2 separate regions of the Oryctolagus cuniculus genome follow, and region 1 is linked to region 2. A link is a contact called in public Micro-C data. All regions are on one chromosome and are shown on one strand. Each heading gives the region's core, a stretch centred on a gene start, on an enhancer-like site or on the middle of the called end of the contact. The rest is flanking DNA. Distances are from core to core; before and after follow the strand shown.

Evidence for each region. A called contact is a pair of places that touch in the nucleus more often than the background predicts.
Region 1: a Micro-C map of ear pinna shows a contact between it and region 2, with 1.9 times the contacts expected there. The contact joins the promoter of CRY1 here to the enhancer-like site in region 2. A contact is called at or near these places in 2 of 6 Hi-C or Micro-C datasets (ear pinna and skin fibroblasts).

Annotation. Positions count from the first base shown.
Region 1 is chr11:109,643,064-109,650,196 of mOryCun1.1, forward strand. It overlaps CRY1 (cryptochrome circadian regulator 1), which reads right to left and starts at 2,224. Exons shown (of 13, transcript XM_002711421.5): 1 at 1,400-2,224. The coding sequence starts at 1,557.
Region 2 is chr11:109,601,329-109,608,540 of mOryCun1.1, forward strand. All of the region lies in intron 1 of CRY1 (cryptochrome circadian regulator 1), which reads right to left. Among named protein-coding and RNA genes, the nearest start is that of CRY1, 40 kb to the right of the region's middle. Within about 2 kb of position 3,128, at least 6 of the 8 cell types and tissues checked have an H3K27ac peak or open chromatin away from gene starts, as enhancers often do. A contact at or near this core is called in ear pinna, where this site is marked.

The DNA of each region.
Region 1 (7,133 bases), core at 974-3,473, 41 kb after region 2:
CTGTTTATTCTGCCTTTAGAATGCACACAGCATCTGACTACTTCTCACCATTTCTGCTGTCATCTAGCCGTTATCATCTCTGACCTTGATGAATGCAACAGCCTCCTAACTGCTGCTCCTAATTCTGTCTATCTCCACCCTGTCAATTCAGTTTGTTCTCAGGACCACAATCAACAAATTTTTCTCAAGCTGAAGTCAGGTCATGTCACTTCTATTTATAAACCTGAAATTATTCTATGCGCACTTTGCTGAGTAAAAGCTCAAATCCTGTAACTGCTTATAAAGCTCTATTCAATCTGGCTCTATTACAACTCTGATCTCATCGCTACTACTTTTCCCTCAGTGTGCTCCATTCATACTGGCTTCCTCCGCTATGCCTTCCAAAGGTCAAGCACATTTCCACTTTAGGACTTTTTCTCCTATTGTTCCCTAACCTGGAAAGCTCTTCCCTGAGATACTTGCATCCCACCAATCCCTTCCTGTCTGCTCAACTGTCACTTTCCCCGTGATTGCCCCCTGAGTAGTATATTTAAAATCGCATTCATTTTCACTTCTCTCTGCTCTGTTTTTCTCCACAAACCTGTTCATCGCCTAAAATACTGCACATTTTACTTTCTGAGACATAATCTTGAAGAGTGCAAGACTTTATGTCCGTTTCATTTACGGCTATAAGCCTGGCATTTAAATCAGTGTCTGGCATGCAGAAAGCGATCAAGTCTGTCTCCCGAACTAAAGCTTTCATTCTCACCGAGGGGCCTAACGATCATCTAGTCCGGTACATCAGGGAAAGATCATAAAGCGGCTCCAGGATTTCTTCCAGAGCACGGATCCCTAGAAGGATTGTACTTTGCCTAGAAAGAAAAACTGTACTTTGTCCAGTCGACCACAAGGAGGAGTTGAGAGGAAGAGTGGAGCTAAGAAGAACCAGACATTGTTTCCCTTGCTTTTCCAGCAGTAACCTCAAGGTGGAAGAAAACTGGATTCGGAGCCGACTATACGGAATGAATGATTTTTCTCCATACTACGAGTGACCTAGGCACACATACACGTAACCATTAAACACCATACATAATCCTTTCGAACGCCACAAAAAGGCTAAGAGAATCCATCCACAGGCTACTAAGGCCCGGGAGGGTATTTCTTTAACTCCTCTCCATAAAGCCAGGCGAAGAGTTCCCAAGAGTGCTGAGCGAGAAGTTGGCAACGAGGGCCAAGGTGTTCCAGGTCATCGGGACCCTCCGTCCGGAGGGCTATCAGGTGGATCCTATGGAACACCGGACGCACCCTACCACTTTCAATCGGCCCAAGCAACGCGGTCGCACGTCTCCATTCTCCGATTCTGCCAATCGCACGTAACTCCGGAACACCGGAATCCATTTCCCACGGGCCGCCGACTCACCTCCACCTGTTGATGCCCACGTTGGAGGAGCCGGCGAACCAGGGGTCGAGGATGTAGACGCAGCGGATGGTGTCGGCGCCCTGAATGCATTCCTTCAGGGCGGGGTTGTCGTGGAGCCGAAGCCCCTTGCGAAACCAGTGCACGGCGTTCACCCCCATAGCCGGGGGCGGGGTGGGGGCGCGGGTCGTCGCCGACTTCCTCCAGCCAGAAACTCAAGGAAGGAGGGGCCGGCTCATAACCGACACCTTCGCTTCCAGGAGAATCGCCGCGCCCGAGGGGTGAGGAACGGGCGGCCGACCGGGCACGGGGGAAACTGAGTCCGAGGAGGGGGCTCGAGGGGGCGCGGGCGCCGGACGCGCAGCTGGACGATGAATGGAGGCTGCCCGGTCGGCAGAGTCCGGCTGTGACGCCCTTCAGGCGCCGCCGCTCGCTGCAAGCGCCCGCAGGAGACGCATAACTTCCAGGGCCTCGGACCCTCGGAGCGTGAGTAAATTCCAGAAGCTCGAGCCGCCTCGACGGCCCGAGCCGGCCCCGACAGCCCCAGGAGGTTCGTCACGGAAACCTCGCCCCACCGAGGCGGCCGCTGTGGCGAAAACGACCCGCCTGAGGTGAGTCACCGAGAGGAACGAGAGGGGATTCAGCCCCTGTCGGCGACGCTGTCTCTCGGGCCGAGAGAGAGGATGGAGAGCGAGAGACCGGACCGAAAACGGAGGACGAAGGCGGTGGTCGAGGCCGCTGGACGGCTGCCGGCCGGTCACCGGTCCCGAGGCTGCCCGGGTGACTCCGCCACCGCCGCGCCGCGTCAGCGGCCTCGGCCCCGCCCCCGGCCCCTCATTGGAGGGCGCGCTCCCCACGTGACCACCGGCACCTCACGTTTCTGAAGTGTGTTTACTACACTAGGTCTGGCTGGGGAATCTGCTCGCACTTCAGACGCTTCCGGAGCGGCAGCAGCCCCCAGACCCCAGAATTGCCGGTCCTCGGCCAGACAGGGGGCTCCCTGCTTCTCTACCCCTTCCCTAGGCCGACTGGTTGCTGTCCGCTGGAGGCACCCAAGGCGGCCACAGGCCCCATGTGACGGGAGGCTTGGCCCCGCCCCCGGGGGCCGGGAGCGGCCGCCATTGGCTGGGGCTTGCTGAGACCCGGATGAGCACGGGGCTGCGGGGAGCTCGCGGGCGCGCGCTCTCCTCTGGCAGGCGCGCGTGCGCTCTCCCTGCGTTCCAGAGGAGAGGAGGGCGGGGCCGAGGAACCGGAGCGCGCCCGGTTGTTCCTCGTGTGGGATGGGGGGGAGGGGGGTCGACCGTGTCCTCGGAGAGTTAACTGTGGATCCCAGAGGGGAGCTGGGGGTGGGGGGATGGAGGCGGAGGTACTGGGTGTTGGAGGGTGACTGTGTTCAGCTCCAGGTGGGTTTCAAGCACAAAACCGTGTGCCTCATCCAGGTTTAGCCGGAGAGCCTTGCTAGGTGTGTGTGGAGCTGGCGCCCCCGCCATTTTTGTGCCCTTTTGCGCGGCGCACTTGCACGTGGCCCTGGCGAAGAGGGGCCCCCGGCAGAGCGAGGCATCCCCGAGCCTCACGGAATTCAACAGCGTATCAATCCTGATCTCTTACACTCAGTGTGGTTTCCAGGGCTTCGCGATTGGGACCTTCGTGCACTTGAACCGGACCGTGCCTTATGATGCGCTTACATTCACTCAACAGTTAGTTATTGAACAAAGCACTGGAGATGAAGTAGACAAAAATCGCAGCCCTCCTGGGGTTTTCCGTTTGGCTCTTAACCTATTCATGTGCTAGTTTTCCCTCTAAAATGCTGTTCTTTGGAATCGCTATTCCCTGCAGCCACCTTCCCGCTGCCTAATGTATTTCTACACATCGCTTTACAGTCAGGCTCTGATGAAATGCTGCCTAATTTGTGAAAACAATCCATCTGCTAGAGCAGATTTTAGACCTCCCTGAGCTCTCCAAGCATGCATGTGATACATCAGCCCATCATTGTGAAGATTAAATGTTATCATACAATGTCTCTGATTCCTTCCCAAGGCCAGAGTCTCTATCTAGTTTATATTTTACATCACCAGTAGCCAGTACGGAGCCTGATATACATCATTCAAATGTTTATTGAATAAGTGAATGAGTGAATCCTGTAGCCACCAATGCATCTGTCATGGCAAAGTTAAAGAAAGGAAAGCCCAGTGGGCATTTGACATAGTGGTTAAGACCCTGGTTGGGTCCAATATCAGGCTGGGCTTAAGTCCTGGCTCCACTTACAACCCAGTTTCCTGCTAATGTGCGTCTGGGGAGGCAGCAAGTGATGGCTCAAGTTCATGGATCACTGCCATCCTTGTCAGAGACCTGATAGCTTCCCAGGTTCCTGGTCTTGGCCTGCGTGAGCCCTGGCTGTTGTGGGCATTTGGAAAGTGAAGGAGTAGATGAAAGATCTTTGTCTATATCTCTCTGCCTTTCAAATAAAATTTTAAAAATTACAAAGAATGGGGGCAGGTGTTGTGATGCAGCAGGTTAGGCCTGTGCTTGGGACTCCCATATCCCATATAGAAGTGTAAATTCAAGTCTGGGCTAATCTGCTTCCAATCCGGCTTCCTGCTAATGCCCAAAGGAAGACAGTGGAAGATGGCCCAAAGACTTGGGCCCCTGCCACTCAGGTGAGAGACCTGGGTGGAGTTCCTGGCTCCTAGCTTCAGTGTGACACAGCCCCAGCTTTTGCAGGCATTTGAAGAGTGAACCAGCAGATGGAAGAGCTCTTCTCTCTCTTTCACTCTGCCTTTGAAATAAATCCTTTTTTTTTTAAGTTTAATGCAGTGTTTTATGTTCATTTTAGGCAATTTGAAAGTAGGCAGATTGTGTCAAAAGACAGAAATTGTTTCAAGCATCCAAATGAAACGGTGGGAGGTGGAGAGACTATTGATCCATGTAGAGTTGACTTATGTTTGTAGATTGTTCATTCAGTGAAGCTGGATTTTTTTTTAACAGACAGCTGTGTGTGGGTGTGTGTGTGTGTGTAACTTCCATGTAAACATAGAAGTACCAATTTATGATAAAAACGTCAGCATTGGTGACTGCATTTCTTAAATACTCAAGGGTTTTTTTTGGCACGTAGATGGTTACGTTAATATATCTGCATTTGGGGGGGGGAGAGATTATCATTTAATAATGGCAGTGATTCGTAGAGCTCCTATGCACTATGTTCTTCCTATGGATTATTGTTAAGCATGATTTTAGATACGTTTTTAATTATCATTTCATAAGTATTATTTGAACATATCTATGTCCATCTTGCTGGTGAAGAAACTAACATTCATAATCAGAAGTAGTAAAACCAGATGAAGGGGCCAGCGCTGTGGCACAGCGGGTTAAAGCCCTGGCCTGAAGCGCTGGCATCCTATCTGGGCACTGGTTCAAGACCTGGCTGCTCCACTTCCCATCCAGCTCTCTGCTATGGCCTGGGACAGCAGCAGAAAATGGCCCAAGTCCTTGGGCCCCTGCACCTACGTGGGAGACCCTGAAGAAGCTCCTGGCTTCGGATCGGTGCAGTTCCGGCCGTTGCGGCCAACTGGGGAGTGAACCGTTAGATGGAAGACCTCTCTCTCTCTCTCTGCCTCTCCTCTCTCTGTGTAACTCTGACTTTCAAGTAAAATAAATAAATCTTAAAAAAAAAAAAAACAGATCTGAACCCAAATCTCTTTCACATCCCTCGTAGATACTCCCTCTTCTTTTCAGAGTGAATATTACGTATGAAGGGGGAAGGAAGGGATGGGAAACATTGTCAGGAATTATTTGTGAAATTCTGTTTGGCTCCAACATCGAGATGGAAAGAGTGGGGACTATAAGGAAGAGACTGGGTCATATCTCAGCTCAACATTAGTTAGTTCATGATCTTGAACAAGCCATCTAGGCCTTCTTGGTCTGACTAATTGCTCTGTAAAATGAGGGGATCGAGCTGGGGGATTTCTAACTTTTCCATGCTGTTTTAAAATTCAGCAACCAGAGTCCTGCCCTGGGGTCAAGAATATCTGAGAAGCGTTCTGTTAAACATTCTTTTAACTGCCAGCAATGTTAGCAAAATCAATATCTGTCTGATTTCAAGAGCACCCTTGATAAAAGTACATCAACCTCTAAACTGAAAGCTGATGGTCTATCTAACCTCATCTTGTAAAGGTGATTTTTGGCATGTGTTATCAATACACAAATAATGGAATAGACAGCCCAACCAACTCATTCTTGAAGTGATAGGAATATTGACTGAGTGAGCCAAACTAGAGTCTTTGGGGAATTGAATTTAAATGTGTTAAAGGATAGTTATTTTTGAAAAGGTCTTCAAAAATTCATGGAAAATATGTATTATGAAAAACTGCATGGATCCTAAAATGTTATTGTGCCAAAATAAATAATAAATTAGTGATCTGAACACATGTCAAAGATTTCACTTAACATGTTCTGAGATGTTATAATGGGTTAAAGAGCAGTTACATACATAGGCCATGTTATAGTTTAGATATTTTTTAAATTAACCTATTTGAAATGCACAGGGACAGAGACGGAACTCTGTCTCTGTCTCTGTCTCTCTGTCTCTCTCTCTCTTTCACATACACACACACACACAGAGATCTTCCATCTGCTAGTACACTGACCGAGTTCCTAAAAATGGCTGAGGCTGGACAGCGCCAAAGCCAGGAGCCTGGAACTCCATCTGGGTTTTCCATGTCAGTGGCAAGGGTGCAAGTAAGTGGGCCATCTTCCACTACTTTCCTAGGTACATTAGCAGGGCGCTGGATCAGAAGCAGAGCAGCTGGGACTTGAACCAGTGTTCCAATATGGGATGCAGCATCAAAAGCAGTGGCTTAATCCAGTGTGCCAAAAGCTAGCCCAGCTTGAATATGCTTTCTCCCTACCGAAACTGAGATTATCATTTGGACCCTAATGGAACAGTGTTGAGAGACTGTGTGGCCTTTAAGAGTAATTATGCCAGGGGGTTTCACTCTAAAGAAGGGATTAATGTAGTTCTCTCAAGATTGGGTTAATTATCTCAACTCGATTATGATACAGCAAGCTTATGTTCTATCTTTTCCTCATATGCTGCTCACATGTACTCCCATGTGATGTCATCCACCACGTTATGACATTATGTGAAGCCCTTACCAGGTGCAGCCACCCAACCTTGAACTTCCCTTCCTTCTAAACCCTGAGCCAAATAAACCTGTTTTCTTTATAAAGTGCCAAATCTTAAGTAACAGAGGAAAGTGGACTAAGAAGACTGGTACTGAGGGGGCTGGCACTGTGGCACAGCAGGTTAATACCCTAGCCTGAGGCGCTGGCATCCCATATGGGTGCTGGTTCAAGACCCGGCTGCTCCACTTTTGATCCAGCTCTCTGCTGTGGCCTGGGAAAGCAGTGGAAGATGGCCCAGATCCTTGGGCCCCTGCACCCATGTGGGAGACCCATAGAAAGCTCCTGGTTCCTGGCTTCAGATCCGCACAGCTCCGGCAGTTGTGGCCAATTGGGGAGTGGACCATCGGATGGAAGACCTCTCTCTCTCTCTCTCTCTCTACCTCTACCTCTACCTCTACCTCTACCTCTACCTCTACCTCTACCTCTCCTCTCTCTATAAGATTGGTACTGAGAAGTGGAGTGTTGCTAAAAGAATACTTGAGAATATGGAAGTGGATTTAGTATAGAAGCAGGAATAGTTTGGAGGAGCAGCTTAGAAAAAGCCTAGAATGTTAGG
Region 2 (7,212 bases), core at 1,878-4,377:
TTGGGGAGTAGAAACTTATAATAGTGTAGGAAGGAGAGAAACATACACTTTTTTTTATTTATTTGACACATAGAGTTAGACAGTAAGAGAGACAGAGAAAGGTCTTCCTTCTGTTGGTTCACTCCCCAAGTGGCTGCTGCAGCTGGTGCTGCGCTGATCCGAAGTCAGGAGCCAGGTGCTTCTTCCTGGTCTCCCATGCGGGTGCAAGGGCCCAAGCACTTGGGCCATCCTCTACTGCCTTCCCGGGCCACAGCAGAGAGCTAGACTGGAAGAGGAGCAGCCAGGACTAGAACCTGGCACCCATATGGGATGTCAGCGCTGCAGGCGGAGGATTAACCAAGTGAGCCATGGCGCCGGCCCCCGAGATACACACTTTCATTTTTAATTCGTAAAAGTTTAAAATTGATAATCAGCATGTATTCATTAAAAGCAGAAAAAATAATATATTCTCTATTTACTGTAAGCCTGGCTTCATATATGGCAAACATATTTCCAAAGCAATAGGCATACTTTTATGGCATCAGTTTTCATAACTTCAAAATATTCCATTGTATAGATGTTCCTAACTCAATAAGCCTAGTGACAGATTGCTAAACTTCAACCAATACCGAAAGCTGTATCTAATTTCCTCATCTGTAAAATTGGTATTGTAATAGGACCTACTGAATATTACGGTGAGAATTAAATAAATTAGTATCTATGAAGCTCTTAGAACTCAACCTGACCACAGTGAGCACTATTACATAAGTGTTTCTCTAACATTCTTTACTCCCCTTCTTCCCAGCCACTTCTATTCTTGTTATAGTAATTCTAGTTCTTATCTCTTGCTTGTTTTATTTACTGCAGTATCTTAAAGTAGATCTGCCCACCACTAATCTCTCAGCATTCTAATCCATTTTATACACAATATTAAATCTTCATGACTCATGTTTTCCTGTACAAAGGTCTTCAAAGACCCACTCCCTATACAATAAAGAGTAATTACTCTGCTTGGCCACTGACCTAGGGTTCCAGGTTCATTTCCTCCCCCACTCCCCTTGCCCTCCTACCAAACCAAACTATCTTCTCCACACAATCTCCTGGTTGCTCCTGCTTCCCTTGGCCTGCAATCTTGTTTCTAATTTCCATTTCTTCAGGGGGAATTTTCCTTTTCTCATCTTTTTCAAGTTCATATTCTACTAACCTTCAGTCTTCCAGCTGAAAGTAATTTCTTTGGGGGCCTGAGTCGTAGTATAGTGAGTTAAGCCATCGGTCGCAATTCCAGACAAACCATATTGGAGCACCAGTTTAAATCCGGGCTGCTCTGCTTTCAACCCAGCTCCCTGGTAATATACCTAAGAAGGCAGTGGACTATGGTCCAAATTCTTGGGCCCCTGTCACTCATGTGGGAGACCAGGATGGAATTCCAGGCTCCTGTCTTCAGCTAGAGCTAGGCCCAGGCCCAGGCCCAGGAATTGCAGCCATCTGGGGAGTGAACCAACAGATGGAAGATTTCTTCCTTTCTTTCTCTCTCTGTCCTTCTCTGCCTTTGAAATAATCTTTTCTTAAAAGAAATTTCTCTGTCCTCTGCACTGTCAAAGAACTTAATGTATACCTCATCTTAGAGAAATGTTCATATCATACCACATAAGACAGCTACCATGTATATGTAATATATAGTTAGTCCATGGTATTCACAAGTTCCAAGTTCATGGATTCAACTAGCCACAGCTGAAAAATTATTTGGGAAAAAAAAAAAACTGCAACTAAGGAAGGGAGTTCGGCCTAGCAGTTAAGAAGCTGCTTGGGAACATCTGTATTCCATACGCAAACACCTAGGTTCAAGTCCTGGCTCTGCTCCTGATATCAGCTCTCAGCTAATGTACACACTGGAAGGCAGCATGCTATATGGTACAAGTAATTGAGTCTCACCTATGTGGGAGATCTGGATTGAATTCCTGGCCCCCAGCTTCAGCCTAGATCAGCCCCTGACTGTGGTAGGCTTTGGGGGATTTCTCCTTTCCCTCTCTCTAAAATAAATATTTAAAAAAATGTTTAAAAAGGTGTCTGTAACTAGCATCACATTACATAGCATCATACTGTAATAGACGTTTAAAGTAATTTAGAGATAATTTAATGTTACATGCAATTATAGGTCCTTGAGCACTTGCACATTTTGGTATCTACAGGGATAGAAGGACACCAAGAGATGACTCTGCGTGTGTGTCTGTATGTGTGTGTGTATGTGTGTTTGTGTGTGTATGTGTGTATGAAGCCCTTCCAATGGATTTCAAATTATGTGTCTCATTCCTAATTACAGTTTCCTTAACCTTTGTTTTGTTTTCTGTATTTGGCAAACAAATTTCATCATATGCCCTCTACAATTTGTTGAAATGATTAGAAATAGGATAAAATAACCTAGTAGGATTGTCTTGTGGAGAGAATTAGAAACAGTATAAATTCACATAGTAGAATCCCTAGCATTTGGAAGATATTCATTAAACATATTATTACTTTCCCTTGATAATAATTTTTATTTTTGAACAAACTCCACACGCATGTATTTCCATAAATACCTAGGCATGACAGTAGAAAACATGAATTCGTTGGGTACATGCACATCCACACAAAAGCACTTTGAACTGCTAACTTCATCTGAAAGTGACTTTAAATCAAGTTTGAAAGATAAGTTTCCCAATGACAAGGTCAATGTGGATGAATATATTCATCAACAAAGCATAGTACAATTAAGACTCTGAATCGGGGCCAGTGCTGTGGCGCCAGCAACTCGAATGGGCACTGGTTCGCCTCCTGGCTGCTCCATTTCCAATCCACCTCCTCTACTATGGTCTGGGAAAGCAGTGGAAAATGACACAAGTGCTTGGGCCCCTGCACCTACATGGGAGACCCAGAGGAAGCTCTGGGCTCCTGGCTTTGGATTGGTCCAGCTATGGCCATTGCAGCCATTTGGGGAGTGAACCAGTGGATGGAAGACCTTTCTCTCTGCCTGTCCCCTCTCTGTCTGTAACTCTACCTCACAAAAGAGACTCTGAGACAACTAATATCTGAGCATATAATTCTTCCATAATACAACCATTTAAAAAATCTCCAACAGCATAGATTTGAAGTTCCAACTTGGGGCCGGCACTGTGGCGCAGTGCGTTAAAGCCTTGGCCTGAAATTCCAGCATCCCATATGGGCGCTGGTTCAAGTCCCGGCTGCTCCTCTTCCCATCCAGCTCTCTGCTATGGCCTGGGAAAGCAGTAGAAGATAGCCCAAGTCCCAGGGACCCTGCACCCATGTGGGAGACCTGGAAGAAGCTCCTGGCTTCTGGCTTCGGATCGGCTCAGCTCCAGCAGTTGTGGCCATCTGGGGAGTGAACCAGTGGATGGAAGACATCTCTCTCTCTCTCTCTCTGCCTCTACCTCTCTCTGTAACTTGGTCTTTTAAATAAATGAAACAGTAAAAATAAGTAAATAAATAAAGTACCTATTTTATGAGAGTCCTCTAATAAATTAAAATGATCCAACTTTGAAAATAATTAAGAAATTAGGGGACAATGTTTTGGTAGTTCTTCACTTTAAATTTTTAAAGGATTTTTTTCTCTCCAGAGATCACTACCTATTGCTATTATATAAAAAATTATATTCATTTAACTTCCTTATACCAGTTCCAAAGATGATTTCAACATGAATCAACAGTAATAGTTTCTTAAAGTAGGTCATTGCTATAGCAACCAATGGGCGGTTTAGTATACTCCCGTCAGAATGACCTACTTTCCAGCCTGTGCTGGAACAGCTTTATATAACTAGAATTTCTAGTTCTGTCTATATGAAATAGTCTAAAAAAGGCAATGGGAAGTTACAAATAATCCTTTTGCTGCTGAAAACAAGGCATTATGAATTAATATGTATCATACAAGAATAAAGAAGCCATCTGGCTCTGTATTTCAGTTTCTAAAATATATCCTATCATTTGCTCAGCAATGAAAACAAACTACTCTTAGAATATCTTAACCAAAACATTCATTGCAGACCCTAGAGAATGGATTTAAAGAACAAACTAAAATCATGAAAACCACATGCAGTCTATCTCCTATCCTCCAAATGAAATGAGTAAAATTTAGAAAAAATTTGAATCCTACCTATCATAGAGAAAAAATGGAGATTTTTCAATCATTAATCAAAGTCTATGATGTTTTATAGAGATTTCAAAATTCTAAATTTAAAATTCTGTGTCTCTATAAGCTGAGTCAAGTTTAAATATGCTTGCTTTTTTCTGGTTTGTTACAATTTTTAGTGTTTTCATCTAACTTATTATTCAAATTATTGAGATATTTGTGATATACATTTTTATGGAGAATAGTTTAATGTTCAATAAAGATGAAACACATATTTTAAAAGCAAATTTTGTGGCTGGTGCCACGGCTCACTAGGCTAATCCTCTGCCTTGCGGCGCCGGCACACCGGGTTCTAGTCCTGGTCGGGGCGCCGGATTCTTTCCCGGTTGCCCCTCTTCCAGGGCCAGCTCTCTGCTGTGGCCTGGGAGTGCAGTGGAGGATGGCCCAAGTGCTTGGGCCCTGCACCCCATGGGAGAACAGGAGAAGCATCTGGCTCCTGGCTCCTGCCTTCGGATAGGCGCGGTGCGCCGGCTACAGCACGCCGGCTGTGGCGGCCATTGGAGGGTGAACCAACGGCAAAAGGAAGACCTTTCTCTGTCTCTCTCTCACTGTCCACTCTGCCTGTTAAAAAAAAAAAAAAAAAAAAAAAAAAAAAAAAAAAAAAAAAAGCAAATTTTTGCATCTGCCAGACTCTAAAAGCCATAAATCTATCTCATGACACAATGTTGTTTTATAACATTTATTTTGCAATGTCCTCTTTAAAACCCTGAAATAAAATTCATAAATAACATATCCACATATATCACTTTAAAGCATTACTTTTTTTCTATTACATATAGAGGAAATTAAAGGTCATTTATATTTTTAAAAAAGTAACATCTACTTCTATTACTAAGCATCTGGACATTACATTAGAAAACAATGAACCAGTCTAATACTTATACTTACATATAGAATCATTTCAAATTTAATAGCTACAAAAACAAATACAGTGATGTTACTGGCAACTCAAACTTGATTTCCTTAAATGGTGAACAAGACTTTAATAAAGTTCTGAACAAAACAAGCTATCATCTTGATTTACAGAGTGCTAAATACACTCCTAGAAAGCTCAGTTTATATTTAAATTGTGTAGAAAATACACAATGTTTATATATAGAGATGGATTTAGACTTTAGATTCAGAAAATTTTGTTAAGATTTTTACTTACATCAAGCATTGTGAAGAAAGTTAAACAGGACTCAGGACAACTGTTTATTTTGAGAGAATACGCTGAAGGAAGTCTTCTATCCTTGGCCTTTCCTTACTAATTTTACTTATACCCTCCAATCATATAACAACCAAAGATGTCTTCACAAAATTCCTAAAATGCCTTCTAAGGAGGGATACTTACTACTTACATAATTTTATTCAATTTACGAGATACAGATAGATAAGGGCTCCAATACTTATAGAGCTTAGCATCTACAAAAAGAAATTGAGTATGTATGCACATAAATACAATAGTACCTACTATAGTAGAATATAATATATGAGATACAAATGGATAATCCTTTCAAAGAAATAAACAAGGTCTGTAAAAAGGTTAATATAAAGTTTTTTCGGGGGGACAGCGCTGTGGCATAGTAGGTTAAGCCTATGCCTGTGGCACTGGCATCCCATAATGGTGCCAGTTCATGTCCCAGCTACTCCTCTTCCAATCCAGCTCTCTGCTCATGGCCTGGGAAAGCAGTGGAAGATGGTCCAGGTAGTTGGGCCCCTGTACCTACATGGAAGACCTGGAAAAAGCTCCTGGCTCCTGGCTTTGGACAGGCCCAGTTCCAGCCAACACGGCCATCTGGGGAGTGAACCAGCAGATGGAAGATCTTTCTCTCTCTCTCTGTAAATCTGCCTCTCAAATAAATAAATAAAATCTTTTTTTTTTTTTTAAAGTTTATTCAGGGTAAAGTATTAGTGACCTAGAAACAGAAGATAGAAGCCCACTGATTTTCAGCATTCCAAAGTGGTCAAACACTGTATGTATTACATAGCAAGTAATCTATGTATTACATAGTAAGATTTACATAGTAAATAACACTGGTTTGGCTGAAAAGGAAGGCTTAAAGCAAAGGGAGAGGGTCTGAATGTCAGAGATTAGACTGTGATCAGCTTAAAAACACCTCAGAGACAGGAAGGATATGAAAAGAGGATACTGCATAAATAAATGATTGTTCAAGGTTGCTCCAGATGGATAAGACAAAAAAAGACCTTTTGTGCACATCACCCGAATCAAAATGACCCAGTAGATAAGATTAATATTTCCACCCAGTCATTCCTCAGGTAAGTGTCAGTATTTGTTTCTCTTGAATGCCTGAAGGCTTTTTAGCAAGTTTTTTATTTTTATTTTTATTTTTGACAGGCAGAGTGGACAGTGAGAGAGAGAGAGAAAGGTCTTCCTTTGCCGTTGGTTCACCCTCCAATGGCCGCCGCGGCTGGCGCACCGCGCTGATCCAAAGGCAGGAGCCAGGTGCTTCTCCTGGTCTCCCATGGGGTGCAGGGCACAAGCACTTGGGCCATCCTCCACTGCACTCCCTGGCCACAGCAGAGAGCTGGCCTGGAAGAGGGGCAACCAGGACAGAATCCGGTGCCCCAACCGGGACTAGAACCTGGTGTGCCGGCGCCGCAAGGCGGAGGATTAGCCTAGCGAGCCGCGGCGCCAGCCAGCAAGTTTGTTTTTACCATTAATACTCTTTGAAAAGTCAAGAGGGAAAAAGTAATTTCTGGATTAACCCCCCTTTTTAAAGATTGATTTATTTGAAAGTCAGATTTACAGAGAGAGGTAGAGACAGAGACAGTGGTCTTCCATCAGCTGGTTCACTCCCCAGATGGCCACAACGGCTGGAGCTGAGCAGATCCGAAGCCAGAAGCCAGGAGCTTTTTCCGGGTCTCTCACATGGGTGCAGGGGTCCAAGGACCTGGGCCATCTTCCACTGCTTTCGCAGGCCATAGCAGAGAGCTGGATGGGAAGAGGAGCAGCTGGGACTAGAACCAGCGCCCAAATGGGATGCCAGCACTTCAGGTCAGGGCTTTAACCCACTGTGCCACAGCGCCAGCTCCCCACTCCCCTTGTTAAA